Regions from separate parts of the Mus musculus genome. Here all the other regions are linked to region 1. Evidence: chromatin contacts called from public HiChIP or PLAC-seq and promoter capture Hi-C data. All regions are on one chromosome and are shown on one strand. Each heading gives the region's core, a stretch centred on a gene start, on an enhancer-like site or on the middle of the called end of the contact. The rest is flanking DNA. Distances are from core to core; before and after follow the strand shown. Region 1 holds the start of 2210039B01Rik (RIKEN cDNA 2210039B01 gene). Region 2 has its middle 33 kb from the start of Gm51264. Region 3 has its middle 14 kb from the start of Ppm1a. Region 4 has its middle 10 kb from the start of Gm40441.

What was found. Promoter capture Hi-C pulls out the DNA fragments that hold promoters and counts their contacts. HiChIP or PLAC-seq counts read pairs in DNA pulled down with a chosen protein or histone mark.
Region 2: a contact with region 1 is called in an H3K27ac HiChIP or PLAC-seq map of heart atrium, with 9 times the contacts expected there. The contact joins the enhancer-like site here to the promoter of 2210039B01Rik in region 1. A contact is called at or near these places in 22 of 39 promoter capture datasets (3T3-L1-derived adipocytes, the C10 cell line, the HPC-7 cell line and 13 more), 5 of 15 datasets of contacts at CTCF or cohesin (the NIH/3T3 cell line, embryonic stem cells, hippocampal excitatory neurons and 2 more), 50 of 484 Hi-C or Micro-C datasets (the 3T3-L1 cell line, 3T3-L1-derived adipocytes, the C2C12 cell line and 30 more), 23 of 115 datasets of contacts at active chromatin or transcription factors (the NIH/3T3 cell line, T-cell acute lymphoblastic leukemia, bone marrow-derived macrophages and 13 more) and 3 of 9 other capture datasets (adipose tissue, embryonic stem cells and liver).
Region 3: a contact with region 1 is called in a promoter capture Hi-C map of stem cell-derived epiblast-like cells, with 3 times the contacts expected there. The contact joins the enhancer-like site here to the promoter of 2210039B01Rik in region 1. A contact is called at or near these places in 11 of 39 promoter capture datasets (the 3T3-L1 cell line, the C10 cell line, HPC-7-derived erythroid cells and 8 more), 3 of 115 datasets of contacts at active chromatin or transcription factors (embryonic stem cells and forebrain) and 1 of 9 other capture datasets (liver).
Region 4: a contact with region 1 is called in a promoter capture Hi-C map of second pharyngeal arch cranial neural crest. The contact joins the enhancer-like site here to the promoter of 2210039B01Rik in region 1. A contact is called at or near these places in 13 of 39 promoter capture datasets (the 3T3-L1 cell line, 3T3-L1-derived adipocytes, the HPC-7 cell line and 8 more), 1 of 15 datasets of contacts at CTCF or cohesin (the NIH/3T3 cell line), 53 of 484 Hi-C or Micro-C datasets (the 3T3-L1 cell line, 3T3-L1-derived adipocytes, the C2C12 cell line and 30 more), 23 of 115 datasets of contacts at active chromatin or transcription factors (T-cell acute lymphoblastic leukemia, acute myeloid leukemia, bone marrow-derived dendritic cells and 16 more) and 1 of 9 other capture datasets (embryonic stem cells).

What each region holds. Positions count from the first base shown.
Region 1 is chr12:73,542,551-73,550,330 of GRCm38.p6, reverse strand. 2210039B01Rik (RIKEN cDNA 2210039B01 gene) reads right to left here and starts at 1,848. Exons shown (of 4, transcript NR_044985.1): 1 at 1,760-1,848; 2 at 1,190-1,262; 3 at 90-135. Tmem30b (transmembrane protein 30B) reads left to right here and starts at 3,936. Exons shown (of 1, transcript NM_178715.3): 1 at 3,936-7,217. The coding sequence starts at 3,992. The coding sequence ends at 5,053.
Region 2 is chr12:73,009,094-73,016,655 of GRCm38.p6, reverse strand. No RefSeq gene overlaps it. Among named protein-coding and RNA genes, the nearest start is that of Gm51264, 33 kb to the left of the region's middle. Within about 2 kb of position 3,910, at least 11 of the 459 cell types and tissues checked have an H3K27ac peak or open chromatin away from gene starts, as enhancers often do. A contact at or near this core is called in adipose tissue, heart atrium and uterus, where this site is marked.
Region 3 is chr12:72,743,455-72,750,325 of GRCm38.p6, reverse strand. No RefSeq gene overlaps it. Among named protein-coding and RNA genes, the nearest start is that of Ppm1a, 14 kb to the left of the region's middle. Within about 2 kb of position 4,670, at least 29 of the 459 cell types and tissues checked have an H3K27ac peak or open chromatin away from gene starts, as enhancers often do. A contact at or near this core is called in embryonic stem cells and stem cell-derived epiblast-like cells, where this site is marked.
Region 4 is chr12:72,850,836-72,858,702 of GRCm38.p6, reverse strand. No RefSeq gene overlaps it. Among named protein-coding and RNA genes, the nearest start is that of Gm40441, 10 kb to the right of the region's middle. Within about 2 kb of position 4,187, at least 18 of the 459 cell types and tissues checked have an H3K27ac peak or open chromatin away from gene starts, as enhancers often do. A contact at or near this core is called in craniofacial prominence, embryonic stem cells and second pharyngeal arch cranial neural crest, where this site is marked.

The DNA.
Region 1 (7,780 bases), core at 599-3,098:
TGCGGCCATCTTAAGATGGTGGCGTCACATGCCATGTACAACCTTCCTTCAACCTTAGTAAAGATGGCTGAAGCCATGTGGTTACTTACCTCTTGTTGAGGTTATTTGCCAAGATGGAGGAGAGCCACATGGTTGCTATTTAAAAACATATATTTACATAAACAAGGGTTGAATCACAAATATAGGATGCTGCAGCAAATTAAAATTCCTATGTATAGGTTTTAACTATAAACCTTTTGTTATAAAGTTTTAAGCCAAATTCTGTTACAGATTCTTTAACCAAACCCAGTGAGTTTACAAATCTTGAGATAAGAATTTACAGCAGAGCCTTAGGAGGTCAGGGGTTTTATGGTTTGTTTGTTTTGCTTTGTTTTTGAAAACACAATGCAAAGAAATCATAGAGATGAACGATTTAAGAATGGAATATTATGGAACCATAGAGATAAGAGATATTGGGATCATTTGCCTGTATGGTGGCAGAAGTGGCTATAATCTGGGAGAATTTGCAGAGCAAGTGTGCTTGCTGACTGGGGCCATTGATCTGTACTGAGGTGAAGCTGTAGTAAAAAAAAATCTGAGCCCAAGCAGGAAGAGAGAGGGCAGCAAAACAGAACCCCATGATCAAGGGACGGAGGGAGGGCAAGTTCTTATGAACTCCAAGAGGGAGGTGAGAGGGAAACAAGCTGGCAGGAGCTGAGGGACTGCACCGTGGGACTGCAGGTGGGCTGTAGTTCCTGGGGGAAGGCATGGGACATGGAGGGGTGGCAGCAAGTGTCTTTAGTAGAGACCCTCAAGGCTGTCCACATGGTGGGTTGCCCTAAGGGGGGGGGGGGGTAGCAGGAGGCTGCAGGAGACAGAGAGATACTTCTGGAGCGCCAATTGGGAGAAAGAAAGGAAAAGAGTCCCAGGCTGCTGTAGGCAGAGCTGCAGCTCCTGATAGAGACCCAAACAATACAGCAGGAGGGGCGAGCAGGAGAAAAGGGAGGCAGTTACAGGGGTGTATAGGCTAGAGGCAGAGCAGGCTGCAGGAACCAGCGCCCACGTGGAAGGCATAAAAGGCAGAGCCCAGGGAGACAGGAACAGTTAGAAAGCAGGGGGAGAAAGCAACAGCTGGAGAGCCAGACTCCAGAATTTGGACTCAAATCTTGTGGGTGGCCGAAGCCATCAGAAACAAATGATCATTACGTACCTTAAGAGAGTCAGCTCCGCAGCTCAGTCCGGAACGGCCACGTTCCCCAGAAGCGAGCTCATTTATACCATTCCTGTGGTTTCGGCACAAAATAAACAAGTAAAAGAAATAAAAAGTAAAAGACAAGGAAACGTGACAGGTCCTGGGTACAGTGAAGGAGGTTTATTATAGTTATATGGGAGAGCACAGGCAGGGGCAGCAATCTCTGGGAAAGGCCAGAGTGGCCATAACCAGACTGAGCTGTGCCTTGTGAGGAGAGGGGGAGGAGAGAGGAGAGAGGGGAACCAGGTACAGCAGCCAGGAGGACCAAAGGTTCAAAGAGAGTGGGTAACCCAAATGGTTGGATTATATAGGAGAGAGCAACCCAACCCCCTAGATGGAGAGTTCAGGATAAGGAGTGGGATACAGCAGCCAGGAGGGCCCTGGACCAGGTAGGGACTGCAGAACTGCGGGGAGAACCTGGTGGCCAGGTCTGTGTTGCTATGTTAAATGGGCACCTGTCTGCCTTGTCCTGGGCTGGAGACCTAACACATCCGGCTTGACCTTTCTGTTGTGTTTAATCCTACTGACCGTTTTATGCTCTGAAACCTCCACCTCTTTCTGCTCTGGCTTCCCTATCCGTGAACGAGTGTGCTGCTGCCTTTACACCATCCGGGAAAGCTCTGAGTTCCCCGTGTGAGCTTGCAGGGTGTGGTGGCCGTGTGACTGTAGACTTAAGATCCATTAGATAAAGTCGTGAGAACTGGACTCCTTCCTGCAGCCAGGATCACACAGAAGGGTGAATCAATGACATGGGGTGGGTGGAAGTCTCCAGAAGGGTAAAGAGATCTGTCTATTCTTTTATTAAAAGATTAAAAGTGTTAGGGAAACTTTTTGACCCTTTGGGATTCGCTTTTGTGGGGTAGAGGAATAAAGGTAGAAGTGAGGACAGCTGTAGCATTCTCTAAGTTAGCACTTCCAAGCCATAGTCAGTCAATGGAACAAAATCAACCTAACGTCACTCTCATCCACATGTGATGTGACCACATGCCAGCTACTGGCTATTCTGTTCTTATTCCTATGTACTACGTGCCTGCCTCAGGTTTCTATTCCTGTGATAAAATACCAGGACAGAAAGCAACTTGAGAAGGAAGGGCTTATTTCAGACTACACTTCCACACCGCAGTCCATCATCAAAGAACTCAGGGAAGGAACCCGGAGGCGGGAACTGAAGCAGAAGTCATGGAGGAACACTGGCTTGCTCAGCATGCCCTCATCCCTTCTCCATGACCTCCCCGCCCAGTGGGGGCTCCGCCCACCGGGGGCCCCGCCCACATCAATCATCAAACAGAACAACACCCCTCCGGCTTGCCCACATCTTCTCCATGTGGTTCCTTCTTCTCAGATAACTCTAGTACAAACAAACAAACAAATAACAGCCGGAGAGTGCCTTATTAGACTACTAAGATTCCAGTTTGGCCTAATTGCCATTTCTTCTACATTGTTCGGCACAGGGCTGAAGACTTGGAAGACAACATTAAAAATATTTCCAACAGCTCTTAGTTTTCCAAGTCTCTTTGGATTTGGATAAACGGGTATGCACGAATAACAGAGAAAGCACTTAAGCTATTCACACTGTATGAGCTGCAGGAGTGTACTTCTGTACCTAAGGAAGATTCCATGCATAGCCCCCTGTGCCCTTGTGTATTCTAACCAACCCCGAGACAAACAAAAACAACAAACAAACCAGCCCCAAGGCCCAGGCTGGTTGGAGTTTTCATACAGCCTATACATCCTTCTAGTTCAACTAGGACCAAACACGCAAATGTCCTTGGCTGTGGATATCAGCGAGGCCCTCCAGGGCCTTGGGTCGGGCCTTTCTCTAATCAAGAAGATCTGAAAAGAACATCACATTCAGGCCACAGCATTTTTTTTTCTCATTGGTGGTTCCTCCCACCAGCTAGAGAAGACATTCAAAGGCTGCAAACTCTCCCAGTCATTGATTCTTAATAAATCATTTTATTTTTACAGAACTTTTCACCTTTTGTAGTTATTAAACCAGACTGGAGCATTTGGCTAGGAACTAATCCCCCCCTTACATAAAAAGGGGAGAATAAGAACTCCACGTTGAAATTGATACAGCTACCACAATGTAACTCCCAGGGCACTGTATTTTGTGCTTGAAAACTAAGTGAAACCCTACTTAAGACTCACCCTTTTCCTTAAATAACGAGGATTAACAGCCTTAACGAGGTAATAAATAATCAAGCCAACAGAACCCCACCCTGGAGCAAGCTCTGGGGTGGAACTTTCTTGTTTAAGTCAGGCTTGTGATCTGGGGAAAGTTGCTCGGGCCCTGTGGAAGGAGACAGGAACCTGACCAAAGAGATGACCCACTCTGAGCCCATCACTTGCCCACGGAGGAGCGGGAGAGCTGGGAGGAGGAGGGGAGGAGAAGTGGGAGGAGGGAGAGAAGGAGGAATAGAGAGGAGGAGGAGTCAGACAGGGAGGATCGAAGGGCCAGAGCCTGGTGTGGTGAGGAGCCTCGCCCTGCTCACCTGGGAAGGGCGCCATGCAGGGGCGGAGCCAGTCCCAGGTCACCTGGGCGGTGGCGGAACTGAGCAGTCCCGGGGCAGAGGCAGCGCGCCCCGCAATCGGCCTCACCTGCGTGGGGGGCGGGGCTGGCGCACCTGCGCGGGCGGGCGGGCTGGGGGCGGGGCCGGGGAGCAGCCGTCGAGCTGAGCAGGCGAGCGGAGGCGGGAGGCTCGCCGCTGATCCTGGGTTGAGAGTCGGCGGCCGCAGGCCCCGGCTGAGATCCCCGCCATGACCTGGAGCGCCACGGCGCGGGGCGCGCACCAGCCCGACAACACCGCCTTCACTCAGCAGCGCCTCCCCGCCTGGCAGCCGCTGCTGTCGGCGGGCATCGCGCTGCCGCTCTTCTTCTGCGCCGGCCTGGCGTTCATCGGCCTGGGCCTGGGCCTCTTCTACTCCTCCAACGGCATCAAGGAGCTGGAGTACGACTACACCGGCAACCCCGGCACCGGCGATTGCTCGGTGTGCGCCGCCAAGGGCCAGGGCCGCGCTCCGCCGCCCGGCTGCGCTTGCTCCTGGAGCTTTACGCTGCCCGAGCTCTTCCCGGGCCCCGTGTACCTCTACTACGAGCTGTCCAACTTCTACCAGAACAACCGGCGCTACGGCGTGTCCCGCGACGACGCGCAGCTCAGCGGCCTGGCCAGCGCGCTGCGCCACCCGGCCAACGAGTGCGCCCCCTACCAGTTCCGCTCCGACGGTCTGCCTATCGCACCGTGCGGCGCCATCGCCAACAGCCTCTTCAACGACTCCTTCTCGCTCTGGCACCAGCGCCAGCCCTCGGACCCCTTCGTCGAGGTGCCGCTCGATCGCACCGCCATCGCCTGGTGGACCGACTACCACGTCAAGTTCCGCAACCCGCCGCTGGTGAACGGCAGCCTGGCGCTGGCCTTCCGCGGCACGGCGCCGCCGCCCAACTGGCACCGGCCGGTTTATGAGCTCAGCCCGGATCCCAACAACACCGGCTTCATCAACCAGGACTTCGTGGTGTGGATGCGCACCGCGGCGCTGCCCACGTTCCGCAAGCTCTATGCGCGCATCCGCCAGGGCAACTACTCCGCCGGTCTGCCCCGGGGCACCTACCGTGTCAACATCACCTACAACTACCCGGTGCGCGCCTTCGGCGGCCACAAGCTCATCATTCTTAGCAACATCTCTTGGATGGGTGGCAAGAACCCTTTCCTGGGCATCGCCTACCTGGTCGTTGGCTCCCTCTGCATCGTCATGGGCTTTGTCATGCTGGTCGTCTACATTCGCTACCAGGACCAGGACGACGACGACAACGATGATGAGTGATCCTGCTTCCCAAGAAACCCTGCCTGCTTCTTGGCCAAGCCGCTTTTAGCGGTGGCCTTTGTTCCTAACACAACTTCAGGCCCACAGATCTGTTGTGGAAGATGGGCCTGGTGAAGGGAATTACCCGCCACGGGACTGTTCTCAGGTTCTGGACTGCAGAGTGACACATCTTGCCATTTTCCCCATCTTCTCCATGGCTTACCGACTTGACACGCCAGGTCCTTAAGATTCCTGGATTGGAACTCATTAAGACCAACAGCCAGGATCCCGATTTTGAGCCTAAACTTTTGTTCCTTCCTCTAGGCACACCTCCCTCCGCTTTCTGGGAGGGAGATATCAGATGGGGCGGGGAAGTGTTGGGATGGCAAATGATACCCGCTGATTGCCCGCAGAGGCACAGAGGAGCAGGGAAAGCATATTGGTTAAGATTTAAGTCGATGACGAGGCACCAGGCCCCTCAGGTTCTGACACAGTAAGGCCAGGATGAGCAAGCTTCTCTGGAATCCTTGTGCCCTTGAATTGGAATCTTGAGCCAGGTTGGGCCTGAAGTACTCACCTGAATTCAGTTTTACCTGTAATAATTTGTTCCCGTGAACGGTGGCAATCATAGTGCTCCTGTTTGGTCCTAAACACATAGGAAGGAAGCTGGCAATTTGTGGAATGAGCAAGAAAACTTGCTAGGTCTAGGAAAGTGCAGATCTGCAGGGCAGAAGTGCGTCATTAAATGTAAAAGCAAACTTAAGAAGACGCCGTGTAAAAATCTGAAAACGCAAGAGCAGTCTGCATGGCTCAGGGGCAAGTGTTTTAACCTGAGAAACCCGACTGCAAATGATCTTAGTGGGAAGCAGTTTCCTTGCAACCCTGAGGGACCGAGTTTTGCCTTCTTTCTCAACACCCCACCCCCACCTTGAATCATGCTGAAGGGAATAATTTAACTCATTTGTATTATCTTCACAAAGAACTATCTTAAACCCAGTTTCAACTCTCAAATGAAACCCATTTCTACTGATCACGTTAAAGATTGATAAGGAATATATTCTAATATGCAAAATAGACTCCCAATTATTTTAGCCTTTAAGACAATGCTAAAATTACTCAGCTGATTTTATCTGATTGCCTACAATTGATACAAAGCTAGTCTCAGAGGCAAGTGGGACATTTTTATTTTATTTTTATGGAACAATAATTTCAAAGAAAATTAAAAATAAAATTTCCCATGATGCTGTCTTCCAGGTTCCCTGAAGAAAAGTTCCTTGGCATTTGTCAGGGTCCTCTGGGCTGGCTCCCTAGTGCAGTCATTTTCTTGGTTATCAGTGAATTTTCATTCCTCAAGGGCAGCAGAGTTGTTGGAGTATGTTGTATGGCGGTCAAATGCTGAGTTACAGTGATTCTTTCCATCCATTCTATTATTCTGTCTTGGTTAATACTTATTTTTGGATGAATAGCGTGCCCGTCTAAGATAAAAAGTGACTTAATATAATCTTGTCTCATCTTTATGTATATCAAAACATTCTTTAGCATTTCCACCGTGTTGATTGTCTGACTTCTGAATGTGATAAAATTTAATATCAGGTCACATTTTGTGATTTTTGACTATGAAAAGCAGAATGTGGCGTGTACTTTAGAATGTTTTATTTATTATAAATGCTTGGTTGATCAGCCCTCCCCTGTGTCAGGTAAAGGAATTTGCTTCCTTTTTTTCCCTATACAGTTGAGGGTAACTATATTTTACTATCATTTTGTAGAACAGTAGTCTTTTGTTACTAACTTTTATGTGAGACCATGAAACTTAAAATCCTGTCATTAAATTGTAGTTCCAGGCCTTGTTTTCAAGGTTTTTGAAAGAGAATAAAGGTTGTGTTTGACTTTCTCTGTTATCACATTACTTAGTTCTTTTGAACTATGATCTTAAAGGCACAAACAGTACCAGCCATTCGCCTCCTATTGCCAGCACATTCATATTGTAGCCAGAGCATCACCGTTCAGAATGGTGTCCAGTCAACACGAACTCCGTCTTTTATTGCTAACTTCTTAAAACAGAATTTGAACTTACGTCAACATCCTGTGTTTGGGTGACATGATCCTCAATTATTGTCTGAATTTGATAAATGACAGTGTGTTTTCAATTTTAGTATGAAAGGTTATTAAAGAATATGATCATAGCAGCCTGCCGCTCTGCATTTCACTCAGACTGTAAATTACAACTACCTGTCAGTATCTGAGACCCCGATGAACAGGAAGTTTAAGACGACAGTGTCAGGCCTTTGCTTCAGTGGCCCCTGTGCTGTGGAGCATTTTTGTCCAGTATCATGATTCTGGTTAGTCCTATCCTCCTGTTTCCCAACTGAAGGGATGTCTTCTAGGAGTGAGACAGAGTGGACCTCAGCAGCTGGACTAGAAAACAACTTTGAGCCACTTTGTGAAGTAAAGGACATGTATTCAGTGAAAAGCCCACCTCCAACAAAACAAAACAAAACAAAACAAAACAAAAAACAGAAAAAAACAAAACAAAAAACAAAAACCACCAAGCTGAGGTTTCTAGTATCTCTTCAACTGAAGTGGCTCAACAGTTAGGCAACTGTTAAAACAACCAAGGACAGACTTTGCTTTGTGTTACTCAGTAAGCTACAACTAAAACTCCTTCTGACACACCAAGGAGCTGATGGTGAGTCTCAGTGTTACAAACCATCAGTCACTATCAATAAAATTCTTTTTTTAGTTTGCACT
Region 2 (7,562 bases), core at 2,661-5,160, 540 kb after region 1:
AGCAGGGAACAATTATGTATTGTTCTCAAAGATGGAGGCACATGAGCCAGGAGTGGTGGCATCAGCCTGTAATCCCCAGCGCTCGAGAGGTAGGAGCAGGAGGATGGTGAGTCCCTCACTATGGAGAGGGGCCTAGCTCCAAACCAATCCCAAACAAAGCAAAACAACTGGGGACAGGGCGGTTAGATTGATTTGTAGAGACTCCAAAAACCGAAAGGGGAAGTTACACAAAGAGAAACACAGCGAGCTGTTCTGACTAGTTTTTATGTCAACTTGACACAAGCTGGAGTCATCGGAGAGAAGGAAATCCCAGTTGAGAAAAGGCCTCCAGAAAAACCATCTGTAGAGCCTTTCCTTAATTAGTTACTGATGGGGAGGGCCCAGCCCATTGTGGGGGAGGTCATCCCTGGGCTGGTGGTCCTGGGTTCTATAAGAAAGCAGGCTGAGCAAGCCATGAAGAGCAAGCCAGTAAGCAGCATTCCTCCATGGCCTCTGCATCGGCCCCTGTCTCCAGGTTCCTGCACTGCACTGTATGAGTTCCTGCCCTATCTGCTTTCAAGGATGAACTGTCACATGGAACTGTGAATGAAATGACCCCCTCCCCCCACCCAAGTGGGACTTTGGTCATGGTGTTTCATCACGGCAGTGATAACCTTTATTAAGACACAAGACAACTTTGTCACAGACACTCTTTCATGCTTACCTCAGAGAAAGAGCTGATGTGTGTATATATGTGTCTTATATGTGTATATGTGTATTAACTATGTATGGATGAGTATATCTCTGTGTATGTGTGTGTATGTGTACTGTGTGTTTATTCATGTATACATGTGTATATTGTATGTGCTTGATTATCTGTGTATGTATGCATGTATTATCCTTTTTGTTTGTTTGTTTGTTTGTTTGTTTTGTTTTTGGGTTGTTTTCGAGACAGGGTTTCTCTAGCCCTGGCTGTCCTGGAACTCACTTTGTACACCAGGCTGGCCTCGAACTCAGAAATCCGCCTGCCTCTGCCTCCCGCGTGCTGGGATTAAAGGCATGCGCCACCACGGCCTAGCTATGTATTATCTTTGTATGTATGAGTGTATTTGTGTGTGTGTGTGTGTGTGTGTGTAGTGGGCCTGAGATGTGCCTCCTTCTACTAAGATAACCTGAGCACGTGAGCTCAGAAGGGAGGAGCCATCTTGCAGCTAGTGACTGCAGACTCACCAGACGGCAGCCAAGGCAAGTCACTTTGCACTGACGTGTGTTGGTGGAGACAAACTCAACAGCAATGGGTTGATTGAGAATTAAGGGCAGAACTGGGACTGAGGTATAAGGTCACTGAACTTGAGTCCAGCATCCCTGCCTGGTGGGAGGCTGCCTTCCGGGCTCACAGTGCTGTTGCGATTGGACTCTGGATATCATCCGCCATAGCTCTGATAACCAATGCAGAGGGTTAGAAAAGTGACTTGAGCACATGTCCCATTACAAGCTTCCTCTTTTGAAATATCGGGTCTTTAGGTGGGTTCAGGAACAAGAGTTCTGCAGCTTTTTCAACTGTCCTTTGCCACACTTGCTTTCCCTGGCTACTGTTTCAAGTCTCATCAAAGTCCACTCTCCGTCTAGGCCATGAGGCTGAAGGGAGCGGGTGCCTCCCTCTTGCTGCGGACTCTTCTGGTGTCTTTGGGGCCACCATCCTCCTGTTTATTATTTGTTTTCTCTTCACTGTAGAACTACTCATTAAACACAATTTGAGGATTCTTTTGATGGAAGAGGGCTTTCAAAGACAATATTACATGGGGTTTGCTTGCCAGCAGGGTCAGCCAGCAAGCACCCAGCTTTGGACCAAGACCCTGCATTCTCAGAGGACAAGGACTCCATTAACAGACTCCACAACTGAAGGTTGTTCTTTCCGCTTCCAGACTTATAAGGATTTCTGAAGTGCTTATTATTAGCCTAAACAGAGTGAGTGAGTGTCCTTATCATTCAAAAACAAATACACCTGTCTGGCAAGCAGAAGCTCTGCTTGGCTTTATGAACCAGGAAAATCAACATTGCATTCGGAGCCCAGCCAGTAAACATGAAGGGCCTGTAAAGTCATGTTGAAGGGGAAGGACCTCTGTAGCTGAACAGCCACCAGCTGAAGAATTGGAAGACAAGGCTTGTGGCCACCTGGCCTGCACATTCTCTCTCCCCTTCTCATGCAGGCGGTACAGTTAAGTGTGGCATACAGGAAGTGGGAAACCTCAACCATTACTAGAGAAAAGACCTAGGAGAGGCAGCAAAGGCACCCAGGGGTGGCTGAGAGGTCGAGACTCTTTCTGATTGTTCCCGAGTATTGGCACCTCCCTTGCTGAAAAAGCTTAGCTCTGGAACTTGGCTATAGCACCCTGCTTTCTCTCTCCCACCCCCTCTTTCTTTCTCTTTTGATGCCTAGGATCCAACCCAGGGCCTTGAACTTGGTAAGCAAGCACTTTACCATTGAACTGCATTCCTAACACAAGAAAAGGAGTATTTTATAACCCTAAGTCACCAGGCAATCAGGCCTGGTATTGGTTCAGTTGTTCAACTCATCTGACAGTAGCTTTGGGCTCTAAGACGATGTATTATTTTGTATAAGATAAACATTTAATGTGAGGTTCCTGCCCACTTGGGAGTCTATGATTTAATTCAGATATAAGAGATATGCCATCCAGGGCCCTCAACACACACCAGCTATGCACAGCCATTGGCAACACACTTTAGAGACATTTCTGTCGTTTAATATTCATTTATTAATATTATTAATAATTAATAAAGATTTGGTTTTAAGGAAATTAAAGCAGGAACTGCAAAGGTGGCTCAATGGTAAAGAATTCTGGCTGCTCTTGCATAGGACTGGGGTTTGATTCTCAGCACCCACAGGGTAATTAATAACCACCTGTAACCCCAGGTCCAGGGAGTCTGACACACTCTTCTGGCCTCCGTGAGCCCCAGGCACACCGAGTGGCATATAGACATACATGTAGCATGTAGGTAAAACACCCCCACACATAAAATACTAATAAAAAATGGTAAGAAATTTAAAAACAATAATAAATAAAAACATTGAGGATTAATTTCAAGAAATTATTCAAGGATTGAGTGTGTGGCTCAGTGGAAGAATAGGTACATAGCATGCATGAGGCCCTGGGTTTGACCTCAGCAACACACTGTAAAATTAAGAAATCACTGAGTATATGGTTGTTAATATTAGAGAATATAATCAACTAAAATTCAAAGTCATATTTATCCTATTTTTCAAATCCAGGGTAGGCTGCAGGAGACATCAAGTTTGAAAGCAGCAGGGTTCTGTTTAGACTCTATCCTACCACTTTTTCCCCTTGTTTTTGAGGGGCTCACCATGTAGTCTAGGCTGGTCTTGAACTCACGATCCTCCTACCTCAGCCTCCTGAGTACTGAGATTGCAGGTGTGTGCCACCAACCCTTTAAAACTGTGTAGACCTGTAACATAACTTGGTAAGCCTCAGTGTTCACTGTGGAAAGCATAGCTGTATCCACGTTGGGGTGTTGGTATGGAGATTAACTGAGATGGTGCATGCAGAAGTGCTCAGGCCTGTGCAGGGTGCTCGTTCTGCCCCATCCCTTCTCTCTCTACTGTTTTATATGAAGGATTACGCCTGTGTTTTATTTTAGTCAGCTCCCCCTCCCCCGTTCTTGGCTTTTCTTGTTGTTTTTGTTCTTGTTTTTTCTGGCTGATCTTGTCTCTTTGGTTTTCCTCCTTCTCCTCTCTGTGGATGTTTGTTTTGCACATGTTTATTTTTCCATCATGATCTTTCCTTGGGTTCTTTTTCTCATTTTCCTTTTTGCGGGCGTCTTTTGTTTTACCTGGGGGCTGTAAGCCCTTTGCACGTTGATGTCAACACTGATTGCTGATCTTGGACTTTGCAGGGGAAAGGGAGGGGGCGAGGTGTGGGAGGGCAGCTCTTAAGAGCCCTGGAGAAAGGATGTTGGGAGGTTCAAGTGGTCAGTTGCTCGGCTATCCATATTTTGCAGACACACACTTCAGTTCCTGGCTGGGAGTCTGACACTGTTTCCCACGAGTCCTCGGGGGTTTTTGGATCTGCCCAATCCCTTCTTTCCCTCCCTTCCAGTCTCTGCCTCGTAGTGTTGAAGCTAAGCTTTCCCCTTTTCAACTTCCTGCTTTCTCTCCAGCACGGTTTACATACAAGGTTCTTCTCTGCTGCAGAACACCCACTTGGAGGTGTGTGTGGCGATTGGGTTAGGAGGAGGATGCCATTGTTGATAATAGCAATAAGAATAATAGCTACAGATGAAGAGCCAGTGCTCACACAAGGCCAAAAGCCAAGACAGGGGAACTCTTGACCCTGGCCCACAGGGGACAGAGTCTAAGTGGAATCCAGACAATCTAAAGCCTAGGAAAAAACTAAGGGAGTGGTGGACGGTGACATAAGGGGAGCCCAGGGAATATTTCTGTCATTTTAATTTCCACAGACTTTTATTCATCACTTACCCGGAGCTAAGTCATGTCCTAGGCTCTGAGTATAATTTATTGAGCCCGTATGAAAAAGATCTCTACCTTTAAACAGTTTCTAAGTGTTCCAGCTGCAGTTTTAAAAGTTGTGTCTTTTTGAAATTAATATCTAGTGTTTTAAATTGAGATATAGTTATCTATCTTTGGAAACACCACAGAAAGGAACCTGGGGTTTGACTGCAGCAATGGGTTTTGTGATATATATAAGGAATAGTTAGTAATATGCCATAATTAGTAACTATATGTCATCATCATTATTATTATTGATGAGGGGTCTCCCTACAGAGCCTTGGCTATCCTGTACTCACTACATAGACCAGGCTGGCCTCAGACTTACAGAGATCCACCTGCTTTTGCCTCCAAGTTCTTGGAATTAAAGGCCTGTACCACCATGTCTGGACAACAGTACGTTTTAATTTTTTTTTTTCTTTTTGAGGCAAGGTCTCAGTATATATCCAGGCTACCCTTGAACTTAGAATCCTACTGCCTCAGCCTCTCAGGTGTGTAGGTTATAGGTGTAAACCACCATACCTGGTTATTTCTGTATGGAAATTTCAAGAAAACATAAGGATAATGTCAGAATAAATGTTCATTGCTTGTCACTCAACGTCAATAATTATCAACATGTAATCTTTTCTAAAAAGACTTATTTTGCCTTTTTGCCAAGATGGAGCTGAAAGCGAAAGCAAAGAAGGAAACTTCTGCCCCTCCCAAAGCCAAAGCCAAAGCCAAAGCCAAAGCCAAAGCCAAAGCCAAAGCCAAAAGCCTTGAAAGCTAAGAAAGCGGTGCTGGAAGTCCATCACCACAACAAAGAAGATCTGCACATAACCCACTTTCAGGCGGGGCGGCCAAGGACCCCGAGGAAGCCGCCCAAATATCCCCAAAAGAGTGCACCCAGGAGAAACAAACTGGGGCACCAAGCTATCACACCATACACCCCTGACCGCCGAGTCCGCCCTGGAGAAGACTGAAGACGGACAACAGCACGCTGTGTTCATTGTGAATGTCAAGGCCAAGGAGTACCAGATCAAACTAGCCGTGAAGAACTATGACACTGGTGTGGCCCACAGTCAATACCCTGATACAGCCAGACAGAGAGAAGAAGGTTTGGTTGGTTCCTGATTATGGTGTTGGGATACCCAACAGAGTCCATCTGGCTAATTCTTATTTTTCCTCCATAAGAAATGTTATTATGTTCTTAACTCCACCCCACCCTAATGTGTGTGTGTGTGTGTGTGTGTGTGTGTGTGTGTGTGTGTGTAGGTGTGTGGACATGAGTGCAATTGCCCTAGGAGTCCAAAGGCACTGGAGGTCCTGAAACCTGAGTTACAGACAGCTGCGAGCTTCCTGGTACATGCTCTTGGCCATATCTCTAGCCCCTAAATCAATCTTTAAACATCTTTTCCTCCAGTATTTCCCTGAAACATGTCAAGACATTTCCTCTGCACTTCAGTATGCACTGCAAGTGGACAAAGGTTCTCTCTACATAGCTGCTTGGCCATTATGACCTGCAGCAAAGGTAATGATAAGTCTGTAATACAGGCCAACACAAAGTCTGCACAGACTTTTCTAATTATCTCAGATTCTTTTCTTATAGTTGGCTTGTATGGGCTGGGATCAAAGCCAAACCAACACATTACCTTTGGTTGATCTGTTCTTAAAGCTCTTATCCTCCTGTGATAATAGTGTCTGTTCCCTCTTCCCTCTAAATGTTCGGGTCCAGTTGGTTTGCTTCTCTTCTCTGCTCTCTTCATGATCAGAATGCTCTTTTCTGTGACTGCTGGGAGTGTGAGCTTTTAAGGTCTCATGCCCTGAACAACACGTGGTTCAGAGGGTAAAAATGCCTGGCCCTCTTGCTTCGCTTTGAGACAACTCTGAAAGGAGAGCCCAACTTCCAAGCTCTGCAAGGTGATTTGAGATGTCAGAGGTCTTCTTTTCTTCGATTCCCTTTAGGGTGTCTTCCTGAGGTTCCCCCGACCAGAGAATTGAACACAAGTCTCAGGGAAAGGATGTTCTAGGAGAGCTGAGGGTCTACCAGGAGTGATCCTAGCAAGCAGAATCTAAAATGGGATTTTGGAGTTGGGTGTCCCACTTGCCAATTGGCAGTACAAAGGGGATTTCTGATAGATGGGATCCTGGCAGCTCCTACAGACTCAGAAGTGATTTTCAATAGAGGGTAAACTGTCACAGGGCCCTGAGGAAGGGAATGTGTTGTCAGGGACTGTCTCACAGGCGTTTGGTAAACTTGAGGCAATTAGGAAACATAACAATGATGGCAACTTGGATGGCTTTGGCTGGAGGCTACTGATGCAGTGGGGACAGGGCAGTGAAAATCTGCTCCTGATTAATCATTCACCCTGGGGCTTCCTTGGGAGCCTGCAATGGGTTTCTTATCTCTGCAGCCAGAGGGCAAAAATGGCTATCAGAGCGCAGACTTAAATGGAAGGGTAGTATGGATCTGGTAGTCAATGTGGTTGTGGTGTGCAGGTTAGACCCAGACTGGGCCTTTCCTGTGACTGGGGATGGAGGTATCTGTATCTGAATTAATGTACTGGAGGCAGGACATCATTGGATTCCCCTGAGATCTCCAGCCCCTGCAGACATGACCATTTCCCTTCTATTAAAGCCAACTCTCCCCTTGTTTCCAGAAGTTGTTTCCTCTCTCTCTCTCTCTCTCTGTCACTCTCTCTCTCTCACTCAGAATTCTTCATATCTGCACACTTTACCAAAGATGTGTTAAGCATACTGAATGAGCAATAAGGGACAAGTCCTTAAGGACTTTAAGACACCTGCCTTTCAGCAGACAGGAGATAATCTTCCCAAACGTCCGAGGGTCTATTGTTTCAGAGAAATGCCCAGAAATCAGGAGTGTGCTAGTGCATTCTCCCCAAAACGAAGGATAAATAATAGAATTTAAATCTTCCTGATGCTAAAAAGGAAACAATACACTCGCTAGGTCAATCTGCTCTTAGGGGCAGATCGCCTATGGGTAGAAGTCAGGTTTTGACCTGTTTGCTGAATGGCATGGGAGCTTTTCTAGGCTTAT
Region 3 (6,871 bases), core at 3,421-5,920, 800 kb after region 1:
AGCCTTTTCAAAGCTCTGTTTTACCGGGGCTCAGGATTCTATTTTCTGGAAGCTATATTTGGATACTTCTGCCAATGACTCATCAAGTAACCTTTCTTAGGAAACTAGCAAAATGTAGCAAGGATGAGTACCTCCTAGGAAATGCCGGGTTAAGTATAGAGAAGGCAGAGGCACACTTGAGGAGTTCAGCTGCTTATTCTTGCAACAATCTCACTACTTAGACCGTTTACATTTGCTCTCAATATAAACCTGATGGCTGAAGAAAATTATTTGCCGGTTAATTTCTATCTCATGCTCTCTAGTGAGGATGATACCGAAGCTGTCCTCACACAAGACCCTGTGGAAGGAAAAGCTTTAACCCATGGGAAGCAAGTTGCCTTGGCATGTGTTGTTGAAATATGTCAAAGCAAACAAACAAACAAAAAACAAACCTCAAGCACAAACCTCAGTAACAGTCTGAGGAGCCCAGGACAGAACAGTCATGTGTGTGTGCCTTGTCGCCTTCATCCAATTTAGTGATGAAATTTTACTCTACAGCCAGGCCTGTAATTCCAGCATCAGGAGGCTGAGACAAGAGGATTCAAGTTCAAGGCCAACATAGACTACAGGGTGAGTTTGAGGCCAGCCAGAGATGCAATAGAGAACATCTGCTTCAAAGCAAAGCAATACAAAACATTGCCCTCCGCCATGTGGGTAAAAACTATGATTATTAGACCTTTTATAGTTAGTCATTAAAATCAGCCAAGATATATTTCACAATAGAATCAGTAGAGCTGTTCTGTGGAATCCTGGATTAAGCTCAGCCAACACAACAGGTAGTGTCACTAATAAGTATTTCACTCTAGGAAGAATGATCTCTTGTTTAAATCAAGCACTGACTAAGCGCCTATGGGTCAAACACCATTAAATAGGAAAGGATACACAAATATACTGTAATGCCCTTTTTTAAATCACGCTTTAGCCTCATCAATGCTATTGCTGTTTTTTTTTTTTTCCAATTCCAAATTCTTGAATATTTAGTAAAGTATAGGAATCTGAACTTTTCTTTAAACTACTTCTATACCAGCCAGGAAGGCAGCAAAAGAACTGATCTTTGTCCAAGTAGGCAACACACACACACACACACACACACACACACACACACACACACACACCACTCTTTTGTGTCGTCAATCACAAGAGCTTAGAAAGGCCAGAGGGAACAGTGTGAGTCCTTGGGGCATGCAATGCCAAAAGAAAAGTTTTGGCTCAGTTTGGCTCAACAGAGTCCCAGTGACTTATACTGCCTGGTGAGTCATGTGTCATATCTGGATTATGTACCCATAAACACTGGTTCGGGGGCGGTCAGACCATCATCACAGATCCATTCCTCCTGAAACTGAAATACATGCAACGCACACCCCAGACAGGCTGTAAAACTTCTCTTGCCTTTCACTGAGCTTCTCAAAGGCACTGTTAGGAAAAGGTATTTAAAAGCCACACTAAGTGACCTGCATGGTGGCTCAGCGGGCAAAGGTCCCCGTTGACAAGTCTGAAGAACTGAGTTTGATGGTTGGGATCCATGAGGTAGAAGGGAGAAAATCAGTTTCCATAAGTTGTCCTCTGATCTATGCACGCACCCTCACACCCCACACAAGCACCCATGCACACACACACACCATGTAACAAAAGTAAAAGCCATGATGTTCCATGACATCTTAGATCCTTTTGTCTATTTCATATCAAGTAAAAGACTACAAAGCGAGTCCTCTATGAAAGGTTTGAGGTCATGTGAGTCACAGTCCTTGACATCTGAGATGAATTAGGCTAAACACCATGCACACCATGACAGTACAAACCCGTGACCACTTCCTGCCTGTCAGAACTTAAGAATCTTTATGGATCATTTACTTAATTGTGCCAATAACTATGCAAAGTAAGTGTTGTTGTTACTTCTGCTTTATAAATGGCAACGAGAAGCCACCTGTCAACTCTGTAAAGCAAGAGAGTAAATCAAGATTTAAAGTGAATAGGGGGGCTGGTGAGATGGCTCGGTGGGTAAGAGCACCCGACTGCTCTTCCGAAGGTCCAGAGTTCAAATCCCAGCAACCACATGGTGGCTCACAACCATCCGTAACAAGATCTGACTCCCTCTTCTGGTGTGTCTGAAGACAGCTACAGTGTACTTACATATATACATAAATATATATATACATACATAAATAAAAAGTCTTTAAAAAAAAAAATAAATAAAGTGAATAGGGGCCGGGCGTGGTGGTGCACGCCTTTAATCCCAGCACTTGGGAGGCAGAGGCAGGTGGATTTCTGAGTTCGAGGCCAGCCTGGTCTACAAAGTGAGTTCCAGGATAGCCAGGGCTATACGGGCTATACAGAGAAACCCTGTCTCCAAAAACAAACAAACAAATAAAACAAATAAACAAAACAAAACAAAAAGATTCCTGGAACTGGAGTTAAAGTTAATTGTGAGCTGCCATGTAGGTGCTAAGAATCGAACTCGGGTCCTCTGGAGGAGTAGCAAGTGTTCTTAGTCATTGAGCCTTCTCTCCATCCTTGTAACCCACCTTTCCAATGTCCTCATTGAGTTATTTGGTAAATGTCTTTCTCTTTTCCTTCATCTCTTCCTTCCTTTTTGTCTTTCCTTATTTATGTTGATATACATACATGGGTGCCTTTGTGTATGTAGCAGCCAGAGGTCAAAAACTGGGTCTCTTCTTCAGTTGCTCTCCTCCTTACTGTTTTGAGACAGGAGCTCTTATTGAATGGGGCTTACCTAGGCTGACTAGCAATGAGCCCCAGGGATTCTTCTGTCTGTCTCACTGGCTTTGGAGAGTTACAGGAACATATTGCCACATCCTTTAAAACAAACGAAAACTAACCTAGCCTTTTAGGGTCTCACTATGTATCCCTGGCTGGCTTGGAACTCCATATGTAGACCAGGTTGGCCTAGAAACTCAATATATAGAGCAGGTTGGTCTGGACTCAGAGATCTGCGTCTTGAGTGCTGGCACTAAGTCATGGGCACCACACCTGGCAATCCTCACTCGTCTTTTTATGGAGGTGCAGGGGATATGAACTGAGGTCCTCTTGCCTGCACAGCAAGCATTGCTGACCAAGCCATCTCTCAGGTCCCCCTGATTCATGTCTTTCTTTTGTTTCTTTCTTTTGCAAGTTCAAGCAACTGCTTCTGCATTGGAGCACATTAATTCGGGCAATGCTTCCTAAGCCATTTGGCTCTGAATAAAGTACCTCTGAATCACCATGTTTTGAATCACCTGTGGTGCCAATGTGGGCCCTGAGGACAGCCCATCCCATTAGAAGAGTTACTCATACTGGTGCCAGGTACCAATGCAAGCCTTGTCTGTCCAGCCATACACACTGTCTTTTCAAGTGAATATCAGTGACTTCTTTATAGGACCCAGACCCCCCTGTTGTCTCAACTGATGGCCCACTGGTTCATTCATTCCTTTTAGTAAGAGCTGGGGCTTAATACCAATATTTTAATACAGACTTAAGCATGAGAGTTAAGAGGTGCTCAGAAAGTAAGAAATGTGTGTGGATTTCTTTTCTTTCTTTTTTTAAAGCTAATCCTTTTTTTTCCCCTCTTTTAAAGACTTCTTTATTTATTATATGTGAGTACACTGTAGCTATCTTCAGTCACTCCATAAGAGGGCATTGATCCCATTACAGATGGTTGTGAGCCACCATGTGGTTGCTGGGATTTGAACTCAGGACCTTTGGAAGAGCAGTCCGTGCTCATAACCGCTGAGCCCTCTCTCCAGCCCACATGTGGATTTCTTAAAGAAAAGTCTCACCTCATTTGTTTATTCTGAGCTAGCTGTTTGAAACCCCTTTCATTTGTTTTCAGATAATAGCATTTCAATAGCATTTGGCTTTTCCCTCCCACTATACCTGATATTTAGTCCTTCATTTTTCCTTTCTCTTCTCCTGTTTGATGTAGATAAAGATTATCGATTCTGAATGCCTGATCATAAAGACACCAAAGATAAGAGATACTTCAGTCTAACTGGTTAGAGATGTCAGGAGGTCTATCCAAGATGTGCGATGGCTTTAAGACAATGTATTTCCTCCTTGAATTGGGTTAGTCAGGAAGATATACAAAAGGGAACAATCCCTCAGGTTCCATAAATGTACAGGATACACTTGAGGTACAGTGGGGAAGAGGTGGTACCCAGCCGGTTTTACATTGTGTAGTTACAGTAACTCAATTTCCAAGTCTTAAAAAAAAAAAAAAAAAATGAAGAAAATTTTAAAACTCAAGCAAGTTTTCTTCCCCCCTCCCTGCACCAAATTAGAAGTCCTAGGTAACAGAATCAAAGATCCAAAATGGGCAGACTAACTGGAATTTTAAAACTTCCAGAAATAGCAGGAGGTATGAAGTATAAAGATTTTTATCGCAGATATAAAGGAGGAAGCAGGCAGAGGGAAGATCCAGGCGAAAACATGGCTGGCCCACTAAACCAGACCCTTAGAGAGGAGAGGAGGTAGAGGGAGAGCGAGAAGGGCTGCTGACCCAGAGAGGTGGTTCAGGCCGAGAAGCCAAGAGGGCAGGGCAACCAAAATGGCTGAATTTATACAGTGTCAGGCTGGAGGACGAGAAGCGGAAGCACCGCCCCTGGGAGTGAAAGGTAGGGAGTAGGATGAGATGCTCAGGAAGGTGCCGCAGCCCGGAAGCCAGCAGTCGCTGCTTTGATATGTTAATAGACGCCTCGGCCGCTGGTCCCTAACAAAGATGACACAATTGCAATTTACAAAAATTAGTGTTTGGAAACGATCAAAATAACCATAGGCCATTAATTCAAACTTTTGGAGGCTGTATCGTAACTAAAGGTTACGATAACTAACCTAACGTAACTAAAGGTAACTCTGGGGAAATCTTGAGTTTTCTCAAGTGAGATTCTCATTTGTCCACTGATCTTGCCACTTCCTCCTTTCCGATCCACTCTTTCCACTCTAGTAATCCACAGAACTCTTCATCAGAGGAAAACATTTACACAGCCCATGAAAATAAAGCCTAGCGGAAAGGGGGACCCTGATACCATCTGTATTCCCTGAGAAAAACTGGGCCAAAAAAATGTGATTATGAGATTTCCTGAGTCATCGGGACCTGCTGGGATCTGCTAAAGAATTTCCCGGGCCAGCACACTATTGACTTACAAAACAGGATTTTCTCACTTTTATAAGACATTTCCATTTGTAATGACTTCGCTAAAGATTAGCTCTTAAAACAGGAACTCACACTTGACCTTTCACAGGGGCCCTGTTATAGCTCAGCTATATAGAAATATAAAGCTCACGGTGAGAAACCGTTTTCCTTATCAAAGGTAGCAAGCCTGGCAAGGGCTTGTATTTCCTTCCCCTTCCCTTTTGCTACGTTAGCCAATCACCTCAGATCGTGAAGTGGCGCTTCCTTCAATGGAGGGAGACTCAGATACCATCTCCTTTAGGGATAAAAGAAGGAAGGCATTTTGGCCCCCTTGTTCTCCCAAGCCTGGCTTAGGCTCTGGTGCATACTTTTTACAAGAGGAGTTGCCATGCCGAGCCTCTTTCCCTTCGTTTGAGTATTATTTTATGCAACATCAAGGTTGCTCTTTGTTTCTACCTTGCTTTTAAGAGGTACCTGTCTCTCACGCTGTCTCTGTTGTTAAACGTAATGAACAACATCTCAAGCCTTCAGAGGTTTTGCATCTTTATGCTTTGGTCTCCTTTATTCCCCATGCCCCAGGTGCCACCTTTCCAAGCCCAAGACAGCCCAGCCCAGCTTCCTTCTTCCCTGTCCTTCATTACCCCACACATCACCTTCCTTAACATCTTTCTCCCATTCTCATGATCCCTTTTCTAGCTCCAGAGTCTAGAGACATAAATGCAGACACATATATATATAATACGTACATTTATATATAGAACCTCCACATATGAGAGAAAGTATGTGGCGCTTGTCTTTTTCAGTCTGGCTTATTCAGTTTTTAACATAACGGTTTCCACTTTTCCTGCATATGCCATATTGTATGTTTGTTTATGACCTCAAATCACTCTGTAGCTGAGCTTGACCCTTGAACCTCTTGCTCCCCCTTCCAAGTGCTAGCATTACAGAGCTGTGCCGCCACGCATGCCTGGTTGGTTGTTGGGTTTCAGACTGAGATGAGGGCTGAATGAAGCACATATCTTACTTACTGAAGCAGACCTGACCTCTGGGCCTCCTCAGCTTCCCTCAGCCTGTACTTGGTTTATCCAATCTTCCACCCTGACCTTCCCAACCCAGGAGGTGGGCTCCCCTTCTGCCCCACAGACTCTTTCCTATATAATCCAGACATTTTGGTCTCTAAACCTCTTTTTCTCCTCCCCCGACTTTCTCTCCCCGCCCCCACCTGTCCTCTGTCTCCTTCCCCAGTTAACTTCCCTGGCCTCTTTCCTTGGGGCCAGCCAACTTGCCCGCACAGAGAGCGGTTTCCCAATAAACCTGCATATATAAAATCTGGCTTGAACTGGCTCATTTTACTGGCAGAGAAATATTAATGGTGATAGGAATAAAACCCAGTGCTTGGTGCAGGTTAAGCTTCACTCTGCCAAGTGAACGACAGCTTTAGCCCTTACCAGTTTTAATATCAGCAATGGAACAGGAATCCTATTTTACAAAGTATTTTTCTACCTGGGGCATTCTGGAACTATTTTAGTACATACATGTCTAAACTTACCTATACAATTTTGGCCTATCGTACAGAATTTTATTATGCTGACAACCTTCAGTCCTTCTGATCAATAGTAAAATAGTGATTTTTTAAAAATCAATAATTAAAGCCGGGCGAGGTGACACACGCCTTTAATCCCAGCACTCGGGAGGCAGAGGCAGGCG
Region 4 (7,867 bases), core at 2,938-5,437, 690 kb after region 1:
TTGTAGGATCCATTCCTTCACACAAATGACCATTGCAGCAAACCATCCTCCCTTCTATTTGCATTTATTGATTCTAAATAATCTTTACCTAGTATACATGAAGTTATACTAATAGTAAAAAGTTATTAATATGCAATAGACATAAATATGACCAAAATAGCAAAACAGAAACTTTTATCCAAATAAATATCCACTAGCTTCTGAAAAAAGTTGAAAAAGATTATTAATGAAAGATTATCAGTAACTAATGTTATGTTTTTAATATATACAAAAGGAATATAAATATACTATTTATTATACACACTTATGCCAATTAGTAGAACTTATTAACTAAAAGGTAGGGTTTTTTATAAATAAATGAAAATTATACTTTCTGCTGTGAAAGACAATCAACCACCAATTATCAGTGTTTATTAATTATCAGTGTTTATTAATGAGTGTTACTTGACGCTAATTTCTCAAGTTATATTAGGAAAAAAAGTAATTTAAGAGTTTTTTAGAACATAAATATAACTGCTTATTACATTTCCTTTAAAAGATATGTTAGACTATATAAGAAAAGATATATAATTGCTGAACCGTCAAGATTAAATGTAAAATTTTGGGGTTTTTATTTTAATTATTATACCTTCTTAAACATTAGAGAATAAGATTGCGTGTGTGTGTGTACATGTGCGTGTGCGTGTTTAAAATGTTGGAGCTGGGTGGGATTCATGGGCACATGCCTTTTACCGTACCACTTGAAGGCAGGCGATCTCTGAGTTCCAAGCCAGCCTTGTCTACTGATCAAGTTTCAGGGCAGCCAGGGCTACCCAGAAAAACCCTGTCTCAGAAAGAAAGAAAGAAAGAAAGAAAGAAAGAAAGAAAGAAAGAAAGAAAGAAAGAAAGAAAGAAAGAAAGAAAGAAAGAAAGAAAGAAAAACTTTTTAGTTACTTTTCCTCAAGAAGTGAGATGCCAGGCTCTAGTGTGCCCTACCTTATTATTGTTCATCCCATTGCAGGTACGGAGAAATCCACCTGAGAAGGCGGCAGTGCTCCCCTCTTGTTTCTCCATGCTGATAAGCCAATGCCCATGGTTCTGCAGTCCCCAGGGAAGCTAGGAACTCACTAAACACTAGAACTGATAAAATAGGAGAAAATTAAAACCAAGGTTCTAGTGTTCTTCAAATTTGAGATTAACTTCTGATCACTTTTTGCAAACTACTGAAAATGGGACAATCTATACATCACTCCCTCCAAGACTCACGGAACTTAGCAGAACAGGAGGCAGACCATGTAAGAGCCAACGGGTGGGGAGGCGGAGGGGGAGGGGGAGGGGGAGGAGGGTAGAGAGGAGTGCTGAGAAATTCTCCCTTCTGAACATGACCTGCAATCACTCCCAAACTTACAGAAGCTATGATTACCTAAAACAAGACCTACACAAGTTAGAGCCCACCAATATCCCAGCATTCCTCAGTCATATAGCAATTGACAAATTGAATTTGCCTAAGTAAATAACCCTTCATCCATGCCTATACAAGCAACCCTAACTAAATGCAGTGGAACATGTATATCCATACAAACACATACACACAAGACATGAATGTCGGAGACAGATAACACAAAATAACCGGTGGAATGTGGCAGAAATGTGTGTGTGTGTGTGTGTGTGTGTGTGTGTGTGTGTGTGTGTGTGTGTGTAAGTTTGTGAAAGAATAAATGGAAATGAATGAATGTTAGGAAACTAAGATGGACAGCCTCTTCTTTTAAACACATTACATAATGAATTCATTCATCAAGTGACTATCCAATAGCATAGAATAAACACTTAGAGACGCCAGGCTAACTGGGCCTACTAGTAGACCCCTGAGCTCATGAAACTTGAGTCTCATGAGATCTTTATCTGGGAACCAAGAAACATGGTACAGGGCCTCACAAGCTGACTGACCTTCTGAGTATTTTTGTTATTGATATTTAGAGACTCTGTTGCAGATGTCCAAAGGTAATAGAATTCCTTAGCCACCTCCCATGGGAAGAAGTGGCCTGGTCATTGTAGTTCATGGCTACTGGGAGTCTCGGAGGGAGCACTGGGCATCAGGGAGCACATCCTGAGGGAGGCACATCTGCGTTCCACTCATTCTGCCTTGGACTCGCTTACTTCAGGCACCAAGAACCACTGGGTGTCTATTGCCTCACTTAGAAATGAGAATTCTTCATTACCCGGGAATACCTTTAAAGCAAGCGGGATCACGCACGAGTCCCCAGTTGAACCATTTGCTTCAAGCACTGATAGATGCTGTATTTACTCTCGTTGCCGATCAATACTAAAGCAATATCCTGATGTAAAATCAAAGTCAATCCCCATGCAGTGTAGGTTCAGGCCATCATGCCTAACACAGCTTTAGCTTCGGCTCAGACCAGCATGAAGATGCTTTCCACCTGCCCCATTGTGTGTGACAGTGACAACGAATGAGGCGTTACCTCCACACCGGTGTGATCTCACCTCCATCACCACACAGGAGCAGACTTACTGCACATTCACAGACAGTGCATTCAAGAGTCAAAGGCAAAGAATTAACACCTGCAGAAAGGATGCAAACCAGGCCATCACATTAAAGAGTATAAATTGATCAAATGAGAATGTAGTAAATGACATCCTAATGGCCCTTATTCTGGCTTCCTAATTCTCTGTGCGCACGAAGCTTTTATGCACTGCTGAAGTACAGCCATCGCAACCTCCGACTAGCCCCAGTTAGTTTAATTATAGCCTAATGCTCTCCAAATGTGCCTAGCATAAAAGCCCATAGCGCTGCCTTGCCTTCATTTGAAAGGATGAGATTGAGCACTTTTTAAAACAAAACTTTAATATAACCCTACAGAGCGTACAAAATATACACTCTTGGGGGAGGGGGAAAGTGTCCTTACCCTGTCTTTGGCAAAGTTACCAGATAGAATCTGCAAAACTAAAGTCCCTACAAGAGGCTACATATTTACAAACCCCTGAGGGCACACAGGTTGGCTTTAGCTCGCAGCAGTGATGACTTCATTGTGCTGTCAATAGAACAACTGATAAAGACTAATTGTAACTGCTCTGCATATGTTAGGTCATTTAATCTTACATGAGGCACAAAAACCACAACAAGACAGATACCATTATCTCTGTTTTAATGATGAAGAGACCAAAGGGAGATTAAATTACCTCGGGTCAAGCAATCCATAAGTGGTATGGGTGAGATTTGAATGCATCCAATGTGAGTTTGCCTCCAGATGACGTCTTTTAATCACATAATTGACTGTATAGATATAGAACGGTTAATAAGGTTCTTAAATTATGCCTTAGCACACACAATGTCCAGGAAGGTCAGATAGCCAGGTATGGAGCCATTTAGTCAGGAGTAGTGTCAGAAGTGAGCCCAGACCCGAAGCCACTTTAGCTCTCCCTCTGAAAGAGTATTCGCTAAGACCGAGCTGCCCTGGATGCGACTTGAATCGGTTTTTTTTGCATGCTCTCTACTCATCTGCATCCAAGTTCAGCTAAAGACGATCACAGAGGATATGCCTCGCACAGATATTGTAAGGGATGCATTTGTTTTAGGCTGAACAATTATATGAGCCTCTAAGGAGGGGGGGGAGCATTTTTTTAATGTTGATATATGCCACTAAGAGGAATTTAAAGTCACCAAGAACACTTCAATTACTTCAGCACTTGCAAACAGCAGAGTTAATGAAAAGCAAGCGTATTTTCTCAGGATCTGGTTTTTTGTTGTTGTTGTTGTTCAGATTAGCAAAAGAACCCCTGAAACCCTCACAGGAAGTGAGGCAATAGCGACTGGGCCGACTTCATCTCCCTGTTGCACCGCAGAATGTTGCGCCTCGTGTGACCCTAATGGAGGGAAAATAGTTTTGTTATTTGAGCGTAAAGACTAAATAATGATAAATCGGTTGCCTGAAGTGCAGAAACAAATGGGTGTGTGGCATTAACAGAGTTAATTGTAGATGCAGATTAAAAGGCAAGATTAAGTAGTGGAAGAAAAGCAGAGTCACCTTCGGCCCAGACCCGCCAAGCAGAGGCGGTCAGTCACCTAGCAACAAGTTTCCTTTCCCCGCTGCGCTCTTTAATTCGGCAAATCTGCTCAGGGTGGCGGGCTGTTCTCCTGACAAAACGCATTATGTAGGAGACGGAGGGATACAAAACTCCAGTGAACACCGCACTCTGCTCGCTATTGACCACTGATCCTTTCTCTCAATCCACAAAAGAGGCTCACATAATGCCCTGAAAGGAGAAGAGTCTCCACAGAGAAAACATTTGCTTGTAATTGAGATTGACTACATAATGAAAATGATGTTCTTTTTTAAAATTCTGCTTGTTGAGGCCACACTTTTTGTCTCCGAGCACTCAAAACATATCCCTGCTGGGAAAAGGGGCAAACATTGTAAAAACTCAAAACTGTGATTTTTTCCCTCCCCCCTTTGCATTGAAAACGCCCATTCTGTAACAAAATGGCCAGGTCTCTCTCCTTAGAACTTAAACAAGTGCTAAGAAGGTAAACAGGAAAACTTCTATTCAGCGGTGCTGTCGAGTTTGCTGGCTTTGCATGCTCATTGATTTGCACAACAACTGGACGGAACTGGATGGGAAATTGGATTTCTTGATTGTGTCCTCTGTGGGGAGACTGTACATTGCTGGACAAAACTCAGCCGGCATTTAAAACGCGTGGCTTTTAAACACCCGTTAAAATTTTCACCTGGCTGAGAAGAAGCAAGAACCACGAGAAAGTAAAAATAGTCTCTGTCTGGAAGCCGCGAAGCTAACGGGTGATTTCCCATCAAAAGGATGGGGTTGGGCGGGCTCTTTGTGAGGCTGGCACAGAAGAACAGCAGCCTGGTTGTAGCCATACCAATAGACCTATCAATTCTGAAATAACGTGGAAATTATGCTTAATTGGGAGACAGTCATATTTCCTATTTCAAGGATTTTTTTCGGGCAAAGCGACTTTCATAAACAAGTGAGCACTCTGAGGGCACCTGCATTCAACACTCCTCTGCTGCCAGTCTCCATTCTAGAGGCCAAGGATGCAAGCATGGAACATAGATGGTCCTTCAAAGACAAACAGGAGTGGAGTGTTTGTATAGAAACTGCTGTGGGGACTGGGAGAACAGCCACCCAGAGCATCGGTTCTCAACCTTCTTCATGCTGAGACCCTTTAATACCATTTCTCAAGTTATAGTGACCTCCAGCCTTAACATTATTTTCATTGCTGTTTCATAACTGAAATGTTGCCACTGTTATGAATCATAATGTAAATAAATATATGATATGCAGGGTATCTGGGGGTCACAATCCACTTGTTGAGAACTGCTGGCCTAGCGTCACGTGCAGTCTGATGGGAGAAGTGTTTGCTCCATATTTCTGCAAAAAGGAAGACAATAAGCCAGCCAGCCCCTTACCTAAAGAAAATGTGGTTAGTGACTGTCTCGGAGAGAGGGAAACCCTTAGCTGAGAGAACGCCACAGCATTCTTAAAAGAGAAAGCCATAGTGCTTCAAGTGGCAGACAGCGGCCTCAGACTGTGTGAGTTGGAGTCTGGAGAAGTATTTAAGCCTTAAAGGGAGTGTGGAAATACTGACAGACCTTACTGTGGAACAATTGAGCTTGCAATGGCATTAGCAGATAACTTGGTAACTTTTATCTTCTCTTCCTTTAAAAAAAGCCTTGGGAAATGAAGAGATGCCAATTCCCTATCGTGAGCTACCATTTTAAATATATGATTGGTATCATACTATGCTTTAACAACAGCAACAACCACAAAAAAAGAAAAAAAATTAAAATTAAAATTAAAACAATAAAATCCCTGATCGGGAGATGACACACAGAAGATTATGAATGAGTCGCATAAGACACCGTGGAAAAGCAGGGAGCAGAGGGTCTCACGTGAAGAGTCTCTTTCAGAGAAGACACAATAATTTTACAAACATTATCTTCTCACGTTGATGTTCAGTCACTTAAGCCACATTAACTATCCTCTTAGCTTTCTCCCTGAGACTCTCTGACATGAAGCATTCAGCAGGCTTTCCAAAGAGGTTAATAGTTCACCAGGCAAAGTTAGAAGGAAGCAGAATTGGCCATTCCTAAAACTCTTGGTTGAAACATGAGGACTTTGTGTTGACAACCGAGGGGCCATAATGAGTCTCTAGTACATTCTTAAGGCTTGTTTCTTTTACCCTGTGAATGGGGAAAGTAAAATTATAGTCTCTAGGTGTTTTGCACGGTTCTTTCACGGGCAGGCTTTCCGACACCAATTAAAGAGATTATGTCATCAAGCGAAAGAAAAGCCGTAACTTGCATGTTGGCACTGTGATTACTTGAGACAGGGTCACAGGACCCAATAGCATAGCAGCTGACCTTCAAAAAATTAACTTTGAGCTCAATTCCTAATTAACCTTTTTCAATACAAGAAAGTATAATTTCAGGCCACTAGCCCCCCTCCCCAAATACCCACTTTTTCTTCTACGATGAATGTGTTACCAAAATCAATTAGCAATTTTCAAAAAGAAAAGAAAGCGGAAAAAAAAGAAAGAAGAGAAAAACCCTTCCCCTTAATGATGTGTCTTTGGGATGATTTCTCTTTCCAAACATAGTCTCCCTCCTGTGTTTACAAAACTCAAAGTAAACTTAACCCTACATAAGTTTTAAACTAAGTTTATGCTAATACCTAAAAATGCCAATGAAGTTGGTAGTCACAGCATTTGAGAGCACCCTGAAGTTCCAGGCTAGCCTGCGCTACAGAACAAGATCTTATCTCAAAAAAGAGAGAAGAAGGAGGAGGAGGAGGAGGAGGAGGAGGAGGAGGAGGAGGAGGAGGAGGAGGAGGAGGAGGAGGAGGAGGAGGAGACAGAAAGAGGCCAGGTGGTGGTGGCTCACACCTTTAATCCCAGCACTTGGGAGGCAGAGGCAGGTGGATTTCTGAGTTCGAGGCCAGCCTGGTCTACAAAATAAGTTCCAGGACAGCCAGAGCTATATAGAGAAACCCTGTCTCGAAAAAACCCCCCCCCAAAAAAAAAAAAAAAAGAAAGAAAGAAAAAGAAATGGAAAGGGAAAGAAGGAAAAAAGGAAAGAAAGAAAAAAAGAAAGAGAAAGAGAGAGGGGGGGAGGAGGGAGGGAGGAAGAAAGAAAGAAAGAAGAAAAATGAAAAGAAAGAGATGTCACAGTGGAAACTTTGTTCCTCAGTTTCCTAGTGGGAGGTTGTATGTCTCTCTCTCACAGATACCAAAAACCTTGGATACTCAAGTACCTCATAAATGGCATAGGAGTTTCATATTACTCATACATCCTAATGTATGCTTTGGAATCCCCTAGCTTCCTTATAATAACTAATACAATGTCTAAGTAGTTGTTATACTGTATAGAAAATAATGGCAAGAGGGCCGAGCGTGATAGCACCTGTCTTTAATGCTAAGATGCAGAAGGCTGAGGCCGGAGGATCTCTGCGAGCATGAGGCTAGGACTGACCGATCCACTTAGTGAGTTCCAGGACAGTCGAGAAGAGATTATGCCCCCCCCCCCAAAAAATACATAAATAAGTAATAAAAAGAGAGAAAGAATAATGACAAGAAGAAAATGTTGTAACTCCATGCTTGGTTAGCAGCCAAAGAAGAACCCTCGGCCATGGGGGGGCTGACTGTGTCACACTCTGCTGCCACACCCTAACAGCATGGCACCACATGGCACCACTGAACCTATGGACTTCGATGTAAATATGTGCAAATCTTTAAAGATTATGTTGGAATTCATTTTTTTCATAGCTTAGAATTAATATTCTCTGTCATTCATAAAACCTCCCTCCGCTGTGCGATGTATTATTTTTTTTCCAGAAATTGCTCTCTGGTGAG